3 separate regions of the Sus scrofa genome follow, and regions 2 and 3 are each linked to region 1. Evidence: chromatin contacts called from public Hi-C and HiChIP or PLAC-seq data. All regions are on one chromosome and are shown on one strand. Each heading gives the region's core, a stretch centred on a gene start, on an enhancer-like site or on the middle of the called end of the contact. The rest is flanking DNA. Distances are from core to core; before and after follow the strand shown. Region 1 has its middle 29 kb from the start of SYNM. Region 2 overlaps IGF1R (insulin like growth factor 1 receptor). Region 3 overlaps IGF1R (insulin like growth factor 1 receptor).

Region 1 (3,228 bases), core at 425-2,924:
TAACTTCCAGTCCCCTTCCGACCTGGGGAAGCAGGTTCACCCAACCAGAGTCACCTCCACAAGGTAGTGGCTTGTGCTTTGTTTTGCTGAAAAAATTCAAATCCCGTTAATGTTTTGGTTCTTTTTAAAGAACTTTGGACAATAATATACGTTACAAGAGCTTTATGTGGAGGAGGCACTAGAGAGGTGAGGTACCCTTCATTGTAGGACAAGCCTTGGCTTTGAAGTGTGAAGAACAGGGGTTCGAATCTCAGCTTTGCCCCTTGCTGTCCGTGTGACCTTATTCTCTCGGAACTCCGAGTAACAGGCGAGGATGACTCCTGGCTTGAGGGTCAGCAACGAAGGTGAGCAAGTGCTGGTCTGCACGTGCTTAGTGCTTGGGAACCTCCGCTAGCGTCCTGCTCCCGCCGGGAGAAGGCAGGTGGCTCACTTCACCTCCCCAGCTCACCTGAGAGGCTGGCAATGGCAGGCAGGAGGAGAGAGTGTGGGAGGGGCCGGGGTAGGAAAGAAATGAGCATCCAAGCTCGTACTAATCCTCACCTAGTACCTTATTAAAGTCCTTAAAGGAATTTGCATCGCGACCTCCCAGCTGACCGTGAACCTGAAGCCCGCATCCCATCGTGCACCCGCCGAGGGTTCACATGAAATCCACAACGGCAGTCACACCCTCAAACTGAAGCCGATTTTCCGATTTCGAAAGCCGGACTGCAGCATTAAAAAAGGCTTTGTTTTCTTCTTCTTCTCCCTCTCTTCCTCCTTCCTCCCCCGCCTCCCCGGGCCAAGTCTCTCCCAGCGCGCACACAAAAGAAGACCCCGAGGCCAAGGTACCGGAACCTGCGGGTTTGTTTACCACTTCGGGCGTCTCGGCGAGGTGCTGCCTGGCACCGCCACCTACCGGCGGGAGTCGGCCCTGCTCCCGGGAGCGGGCCAAAAACTGCCGGCCGATGACCCAACGCCGCAGGCATCTGAGGATAACCTTTCCCCTTTCTTTCCAAGACCAAATAAGGGGGCTCTTCCCTCAGCGTGCTGGGCCTGTGGCGGTTAGGCCAAGGGGCGTGGATTGGAGAATGCAGGAACGAGGCTGACAGTCCGCAAAACAACCGACCACATTGTTCCTGTGGCGGCCGGCCTCCTCCCTCCTCCGGGCGGGCACGGCCCGTGCCCAGGCGGGGCGCTCCCTGCCTCCGCAGGCGTGGAGAGCCGGGCGGGCGACTGGGCAGGGCAGCCGTCCCGGGGACCCCGAACCCCATCGGTAGCACTGCCAAGCCGCTGCCCCCACCCCAAGGAGTGGAGGGCAGGGTGCCCGCGGGCCCCGCCCCCTTGCCGCACTCCCCGCAGACCCTCAGGGCTGTGGGGCCGCAGAAGGGCGGGTCTCTGGGCCCTGGCGGGGCGGGGGGCGCAGACGGAGGGGAGCCAGGCCCCGCGGCCAGGCCTCGGAACCCTGGCATCGCCCCCGAGGGAGGGAGTCACTGGTGGTTGACAGTGTTTGGTAACCACAGAAACCAAGATTTGACCTATATTTTTGAATATGGCCTCAACTCTAGTTTTCCTTCTAGAAATCAAAGGGAGAGAGTCTGACCTGACTTGCTGTTGATTTTCCTCCTGCCCGGCGTTCCAGAATGCCACCCAGAAGGTTGGGCGAGGCGGGAGACCTCACTGGCTGGTTCGCCGTGACTTGGAGGGTGACAGTGCTCTGGGCCAGGAGCAGTGGCTGTACACATTCAGAGCCTCCTACCAACCCCAGGTCCTCCATGACGGTGGGGATATTTCTGGAGGGAAATTGGATGATTTTTACCAGGATTTTAAATGTTTACCATTTAACTACTTCCTCCCATTTCTAAGTTTTATTCTAAGTAAGTAAAGAGAATATGAATTCCGCTGATGGTCACAGCCCTGGTAATGTTGCCAACAACAGTTGGCCTTAACTGAACATTTACTATGTGCTGGAAACTGTTATAAATGTTTTATAAATATCTACTTACAACATTCTGCTGCAGTAGGTATTCTTAATACCCTTGTTTTATGGAGGAGGAACCCGCAATCAAAAGTTAGGTTTTCACTCAAAATCACCCAGCTGGGGAGTGGTAGAGGCAGGATTTATGCTTGGACTGTGGAGCTCCTGAGTCTGTGCCCTTGACCGCAACACTAAATGTTTATCAATGGGGATTTGATTAATTTAGAGTACATCCGTATAATGGAATACTCTCCAGCCACTTAAATAGTGATGTAGATTGGGAATAATTGGCATGGAAAAATGTCCATGACATATTATTGAGTGAAAACAGCTGGTTACACAACGGCGTGTATAACAGGATCGCACAGCTGTGCAGAAGGGCGCTTGTGGCAGTGCTAACTGTGGTCACCTGTGGGTGGTGGGGTTACAGGTGGCTCACTTCACAGGTATGTTTTCCGAATGTTGTTGAGCCCTTTCGGGAAATGAATGTGGGTTATTTTCCAATAAAAGAGCTATTTTATGGTGTGCCTTCTGGAGAAAATATGTGTTAGATAAACGTCATTCAGGCATGAGTTTCAGTTCTGTTGCCATGCATTCAATGCTAATGAATCAACAACATGTTTTAATGTGTCTTTAAACAGAAAAAAAGCTATTTCATTTTTTTAAAAATAAATGGATAAAGGAAATAACATTTCTTGATATGTACACACACACTTGAGATCACTGTCAAGGCTGGGCTCACATCCCACTATATCTCCGAAAGCCTTTCCTGATCTGTAACATTGGAAATTAGAGCTTCCCACACTCCTTACGTGTGAGAACTTGTGTCCAGACAGATATTCAGCTACGTGAGCACATACCTATGTTACCAGCTAAACTGTAAATTCCAGAACGGAGGTGTAGATTATTCAGCTTTGCCGGTACATCCCTTAGCATCTGCCACAGCACTTTTTTCCCCCTATGGTCATACCTGCAGCATATAGAAATTCCCAGGCCAGAGACTGAATCTAAGCCACAGCTGCAACCTATGTCACAGCTGCAGCAATGCCAGATCCTTTAACCTACTTCAATGGCCGGGAATGGAACCTGCACCTCCACAGCCACCTGAGCCACTGCAGTCGGATTCTTAACCCACTGCACCACAGAGTGAACTCCCTGTAGCACTTTACCCATTGCGGGTTTGAATATTTATCAGTAGATTGGTATGAACTCATAATGATGGAGTAATCCAAAGAAGAATTAATGATATAATTAATTTTTAGAATCTACTGCTT
Region 2 (3,228 bases), core at 510-3,009, 380 kb before region 1:
CTTACGCCAAAAATGTAACACATACTATAATGAATTGGGTGTGGTGCAGCTAATGGAATTTTACTGTGTATGATCTGTGCTTTTTATTTAATAAAAGGTTCTATTTTGCTTTTAATTGATAAACATCAAAGAATAAGGGTACTGTCCTCTGGGGTAAGGCTCTACAGTTAATGTACAGTTTGATGGTTTTCCAAGAGAAATGAAGGAGAAATTCAAGCTGTAAAGACTAGAGGCTGCCTGCAGTTGATGTTTCAAGGGAAAGATCCTGAATAAATGTGGGGTGGGACTCATGCCTTTTAGTCAAGGCTGAGGAATGTCCTTTCCAATGAGAGGTCCAACCGCTTTCCTGCGGTGGACATAAACTGGAAGGCACATTTCATCCCCAGGCATGAATATGTGCCAACTCCTTCTCAAACTATCCTACTCCACAGATTTAATTCATGGACTAAATTTTTATCTTGAGGATGGAAAGATGAAAAAAAAAAAAAAAAGGAAGGATTAGGCATTTAAAGGGTATATCCTAGGGAATAAGGAAATTTTTTTTACAAGTTAAGAAATCTAGTTAGAGCAAAAAGAATAAACCTTCAGAATACCATAAAGGTAAGAAAATTCTAGTCATGTGGAAACAAAGTTATCCCTGTTGTGGAGAGGTGAAAGGTATTGTGAAAGTCAAGAGATAACAAAAAATTCAGAAGAACTAAGCAAAAAACTTATTTCTGCCATCTTTAAACCATAAGAATAGAGCTCATTCATTGTACAGATAGTATTAGGGAAAAGTAAATGTCCTGAAAAAATAAGATATTTTTGCCTCAAAAACAGTACAAGAAAAATTTCTTCACAAAAGGATTTAGAAAAAAATTCCTTTCAACCTCAAGGTCTTCTTACTATATTTCTCCTAGCTTATGAACGTATCAGTACCTCCACCAAGTAGAGGAAAATTTAAGGCACTGTTACTAGAAGCCCTTGTCGATTACGGATCAGAATGAAAATATCACTAAATAAGACAACAGGAAATGCTTCACATGAATATATAATTTCTAAGAATGCTATCTGGTGCAAACAATGGCAATCCTACAGACTGTGAGACTGAAGCTTTGATGACATATGTATCTTGTATCTTTTTGGTTCTCAGAAGTAACTTAGAGTAGAGAGTGACCACTTTCAGACTTAATAAAATTTGAAAGTGACGTCATTAAACTCTCCCCTTGGTCGGTCTCTTCAACACATCCAAGTAACCCACACTCTTTGGATTTAAAGCTCTGTGGACTTGGCTCCGGCTGGAGACTGCTGAGTCACACCTCTGATCCATCCATCTCTTCTGGGGTTTATGTGTGCTGGGACATGCATTTCCTGAGTAAGATGAAACTTAAAGATGAAGGACGACCTTCTGCAGAAATAAATGCTGTGTCGATGGCTAAAAACCAGTCTCTTTCTTTTTTCTTTCTTTCTTTTTTTTTTTCGCTTTTTAGGACTGCAGGTATAGCATAGGCTGGGGTTTGAATCAGAGCTGCAGCTGCCAGCCTACACCACAGCTACATCAACAACAGATCTGTAACTCACTGAGTGAGGCCAGGGATTGAACCTGCATCCTCATGGATATTAGTTGGGTTCATTACCATTGAGCCACAATGGGAACTCCCTGTTTTTGTTTTTTAGTTTTTTTTTAAATCTTTGAGGGAAATTCAAAGGAGGAGCATTGAGCATGAGGCTTACGCACCATGTTGTTTTCCTAAACCCATATTTAAGTTGTGAGTCATGGATGAGTTGGAATAAGCATCAGCAAAAGAAAACCAGGAGATCTGGCCATCTCTTCCAGCGAGATGGAATACTTACTGCCGCGTCGGATGTTAATGAGCAGGTTGCCCTTGAAGATGGTGCATCCTTGGAGCATCTGAGCAGAAGTGACAGAATCAATGGTCTTTGTCTTCTTCTCTTCCTCACAGACTTTGGGGCAAGGGCCTTCGCAAGGGATACAGTACATGCTGTTGAACATAACCAACCAAAAACACAGAGAGCTGAGTCCATCTTGTAATAACAAAGAAATCATAAAGCTATGCCTTTATTCTAGGTGTTTTTTACAGCACACATCACAAAAAGCAACCATTGGAAGCATTCAAGTGGCTGCACTGTATCTCATCCCCAAGCCTTCCCAGGATAAGCCACTCAAATTGCAACTAAAAGGGGAACTGCCTACAAAGGAAAAGTGTGCTGCCTGCTTCCAGACAAAACACATGATACATCCTCGAGGCATGCATGTATCATAGGCTGTGACTGGTGAGCCAGCCAGTCCCAAGAGGGAGAAACTGCCTTACAGAAAGGAAGCACTGAGGGCCTCCTAGGAAGAACAGAACTGTTCTGTGATGCTGTGGCCCCTGCTGATGCTTCTGGGAGAGTGGACAGGGTCAGCAAAGGGACAGCAGCATTTCTGCCACTAACAGGAATCTAACTCCTGCAGCCAGTGGCCCAGCAAAAAGCCCAGTGAGGGATTCTGAAAGGCATGTGGTAGAGCGCAGATCCCTTATTTTCTTACTAAAGCACAAGTGAAATAATTTCTTGACAGTGTTTGGCAAAAACTTGTAAATTGATCCAAATGTTGTTTTCGCTGCATACACAATAAAAACAAGGAAGTTCCATTACTTTGTAATGAGCTATTTCAAATGCAATCCAGAGCATGCCACAAACTACCAAGAGTTGGGGACTAGTGAGTGAGATTGGCACTTTTCCTGCTTACCTAGCCTTATTTAGGGAATAGTAGACAGAATGCTAATGCCAAAACAGCACACCACAGACAATCAGAAAGTTGAGAAGATTTCCAAACAAATAAATGATACAACATTATAGGATTGGTGTGCAAGAGGATGGTGAACTGGAAAGCCACTACATTTACATGATTATTCTTGAATGATCTTTCAAACTTCATGAAGACAAGTACAGTACATTCAAGAAAACAGAGTAGGTCATAGCCCTTTGCATTCAAGACCACCCTCCAGCCAAACTTTATTGCAAATCTAAGGCAAAGATGAGGGTTTTGTTTAAAAGCTTATAGATGAATAAAATTTCCTTGCCATTTTCCTATTCCATGCTGGGAAAACAGGAGGCAAGGCTTCCAAAGGAACTGGACCAAACACAGCCATGGAGATTTCTCCTTTCTTGAACATCACAATCAACATTCTCATTTTTAGTAAAGGGGGGCAGCTTCCGTTCATGACTTTGTGTTGTTCTTTTATT
Region 3 (3,228 bases), core at 435-2,934, 340 kb before region 1:
TCATGAAGTGAAAGCTGAACCTATCCTCACAACACTACCACGATACACATGAATACACACTAATTTGATCACCTAGAAAAAACATCCTAGGAGGGGAGAGTACAAATGGACAGCTAGAAGAGAGGGGGTGGGAGGAGGGAGAAATCTAAATCAGATGTGGTGGATAACTTGAAATAGGACCTGTTTCCTGGGCTTAAGTGGTCCTGGAAGTGGCTCTTGGAAATCAGGACAACCACAGATATTGTTTACATTTTATTTGCAATGTACCTTTCCCCCTTTACATTCCCTACAAGCAACTCAAATGCCCCACTGCTGAGAAAGTACACAGGCTGTAGGGTTGAGATGGGCAGAAGGCTCCATCTTGCCCCCACAGGCTGCAGCTCCACGTATGTTTCTGCGATTCCTATAAACCAAGAAGCAGAGGCCTTTTTGCTCCGTGACTGTGACTCGGCATCTGAAGGAGGCCTAACCTCCACTCAGCAAGTCAGAAACTCAAAATCATCATTTTTTTTTCCTTTTTTTTGGTGATAGGGCCTCTCACAAAATATCCCAAACAAGCCATCTTATGGAAAACTTTCTCTTTCTTCTGAGCAGAAAAGCTAAAGAGGACTGGATGTCCTGTGTAACACCAGCTCCTAAAAAGGAGGCATTTTTGAACCGAATGCCACATACTGTATTTTGCCATTTTGCCTACGCTTCCTGCTTGGAGCCTCTGTAACGGAACAGAGAAGCCTCAGACACTGGAGCTGCTCCAGGCCACGCAAACTCCACTCCGCATCTTCCAGGCAGCCCTGTCGCAAATAATTCCTGTCCACTACGCCCCTATCACACTGAATACAACCACATTGTGCAGCTGGAAATGGGAAACCTGATTCACATCACAGAATAAGGTACAAAAACATTTAGTTCAGCACAATGCTGTCTTGGGGCGGGGGGCACACATCTCAAATCTAGGAGTGGGTGAAGGAGTCAAGACCCACCTTGGAAAGAAGCACGGAATTAAAACAGCATTTGCCGCGTCCCGAAACAGTAACAACAAAAAAATCCACCCAGTCCTTCCAGAGCTGTTTCAGCTGCAGTGTTCCTAACCAAAATCAATCTAGTCCATGCACGCAATTTAAAAAGGAAGCATGATCTCCGCAGAAAATGGTGCATGTTGACAAGGCGTGACTTGTCCCACATGGACAGGAATAAAAGGAAAACAAGCCTGGTTGCAACTTAGCCTCCTTTAGTCTGAAGACCGCGGGAAGGAAAAGAAAAAGGCCAGAATAAAGGCAGGGAGACGCGGGCAATGGAGGACGGGACCAGGAGGAGGGTATGTGCCCGACGAGATTTTGGTAAACAGCAGCCTGTAATGGCCACTGGTAGAAAGAAGGGAAAACAGACATGGAGGGAAACGTGTTTACAACTGCAGCGGTGGGCGGGAGGCTGAGCGAGGAGGGAGGGAGGGATTCCCCGACTCTGCGCTCAGCCCGCTCGGCTCCAGTGGGGCCCCAGGGCTAGGTTGTGCTGCGGTGCACCCCCCCGCCACCACCACCCCCGCCCTGCTTTATTGGGGGGGGCATCTTGTTTATAGGGAAGGTTACTCCTCCTCAGCTCTGGTGATCGAGTCCCTAATACTCCTGCTGCATCCTTGCGGGATGCCCGCTTGACTGACAGCTGCCCCAGCCAGTCGCTGCCCAGCCCCCGCGGAAAGGTGGACTTTCCCAACGAGCCGATTGGACAGGGAGGAGGGCGGGCCGTCGTGATTGGCGTGCTACTCCGAGTAGAAAGTAGTAAACAACCTTGGTCCACCGAGGCGAGGCGAGGCAAGGCGAGGCGGGGAGGGCTTGGGATGCCTGCTGCCCGTCCTCGCTCTGAACTGGGGCTGCACCAAGACAAAAGGAACCCACAGTGGGGAGACGACCAAGGATACCCCAGAAAAGCAAACACGAATGGGTGTTCCTTTAGAGCTGCTGGGCTAGAACTGCTGACTTGCAGCTTCACATCATTTTTGTTCTGTGCAAAACCAAAATGGTTTGTTTCTGCTATTTATTCTCCTTCTTAGGGTTTAACAACTCTCAAACCGGAGCAAGAGCCATTTTGGTTGACCTTCCCTTCCTCTAAATTTTCTAGTTCTGTCTTTTCAGAAGTGCTTTTAAACCCCAGTACTAAAAATTGTTTCCTTACACAATGTGCCCTCCATGGCACAGAGGTATATCAGATGCCCTGTTAGACCTTCTGATCTCAAGTTCCTGGAGCTGTGATCTCACTCAGAGCTGTTTGGAAGAGTGTGTGTGTGTGTATAAAAACTGAGATGATATTAAGCTCACTTGACAAGAAATAAGCAGTGAACATGCATTTTCCATAGAGGGAGTATTTTGCCCAGGATAATGTATCTCGTGGTAACGGTAACTCCCCATCTGGTTTGACTTGAATCACAATCCACTCCTCATTCTGGCCTCACCATAAAGTCTCAAAGGACCTTAGCGAGAAAAATCTGCAGCTGCCAGGGAGGCGCTGCTCCCCCAAGCTGGGCAGCTCCTGGGGCTGCCTCCAGGAGGGGCGTGGGCACTTGAGAGACACACACAAACCACCTAACTGAGAGAGAGGACAGAGAGGCTCCTTCCTGTACTAGTGGAGAAGGGAACCAGGAGGACAGATCCAAGAGGGATCTCCACTCCATTTGTTTGCCCACCGACTCAACACTCTAATGGTGAGCTATGTTGCCACCGTGGCCAGACAGCCATACTGATACAAAATGACTCTTGCAGGACACAACTTAGGGTAAACTGACCACCTGGGGGTCGTCTTCATCACCTCCAGGCCCCAGTGTCCAGTTGTCTGCCTGTTCTAATAGCGCCTCCCTACCTAGCAGTCCCAGGGAACTGCATCCTTCAACCCTCGAGTCTCCCCTTTCTGTAAAAAGCCTCCACAGCCTGTGGTATGGAGTTAGTACCCCTTAGCTCTTCCAGCATGGCTCCAGCCCCCAGGCATGCAACTTCCTTCCTTCAGTTCTGGTCCTGCACTGGCCACACACACCCTTCACTCTTAACTGTTCTTTCTGCTTTCTGTGCTATCCCCTGCCTGCCCAGGAGAGGCCACTGTTCTCCACCGCTTCCCTGACCCTGCAGAACTCCTCAGAAAGCACACTTAGGTAAGTGTCCCTGATGGCGAGACACATTCGATGCCGCATTCTGACTCTGCTGACAGGTCTGGCCCCCTCACTAGACCCTGAACTTCTTGAGG

What was found. A called contact is a pair of places that touch in the nucleus more often than the background predicts. HiChIP or PLAC-seq counts read pairs in DNA pulled down with a chosen protein or histone mark.
Region 2: a Hi-C map of embryonic fibroblasts shows a contact between it and region 1, with 2.3 times the contacts expected there. The contact joins two enhancer-like sites. A contact is called at or near these places in 7 of 47 Hi-C or Micro-C datasets (alveolar macrophages, embryonic fibroblasts, fetal heart ventricle and 4 more).
Region 3: an H3K27ac HiChIP or PLAC-seq map of skeletal muscle shows a contact between it and region 1, with 13 times the contacts expected there. The contact joins two enhancer-like sites. A contact is called at or near these places in 1 of 5 promoter capture datasets (liver), 21 of 47 Hi-C or Micro-C datasets (alveolar macrophages, blood, brain and 13 more) and 1 of 2 datasets of contacts at active chromatin or transcription factors (skeletal muscle).

Annotation. Positions count from the first base shown.
Region 1 is chr1:137,825,012-137,828,239 of Sscrofa11.1, forward strand. No RefSeq gene overlaps it. Among named protein-coding and RNA genes, the nearest start is that of SYNM, 29 kb to the right of the region's middle. Within about 2 kb of position 1,675, at least 59 of the 83 cell types and tissues checked have an H3K27ac peak or open chromatin away from gene starts, as enhancers often do. A contact at or near this core is called in embryonic fibroblasts, fetal skeletal muscle, liver and 6 more, where this site is marked.
Region 2 is chr1:137,446,307-137,449,534 of Sscrofa11.1, forward strand. It overlaps IGF1R (insulin like growth factor 1 receptor), which reads right to left. Exons shown (of 21, transcript NM_214172.1): 4 at 1,834-1,982. Among named protein-coding and RNA genes, the nearest start is that of PGPEP1L, 140 kb to the left of the region's middle. Within about 2 kb of position 1,760, at least 6 of the 83 cell types and tissues checked have an H3K27ac peak or open chromatin away from gene starts, as enhancers often do. A contact at or near this core is called in embryonic fibroblasts, where this site is marked.
Region 3 is chr1:137,489,412-137,492,639 of Sscrofa11.1, forward strand. All of the region lies in intron 2 of IGF1R (insulin like growth factor 1 receptor), which reads right to left. Among named protein-coding and RNA genes, the nearest start is that of PGPEP1L, 180 kb to the left of the region's middle. Within about 2 kb of position 1,685, at least 71 of the 83 cell types and tissues checked have an H3K27ac peak or open chromatin away from gene starts, as enhancers often do. A contact at or near this core is called in embryonic fibroblasts, fetal skeletal muscle, liver and 6 more, where this site is marked.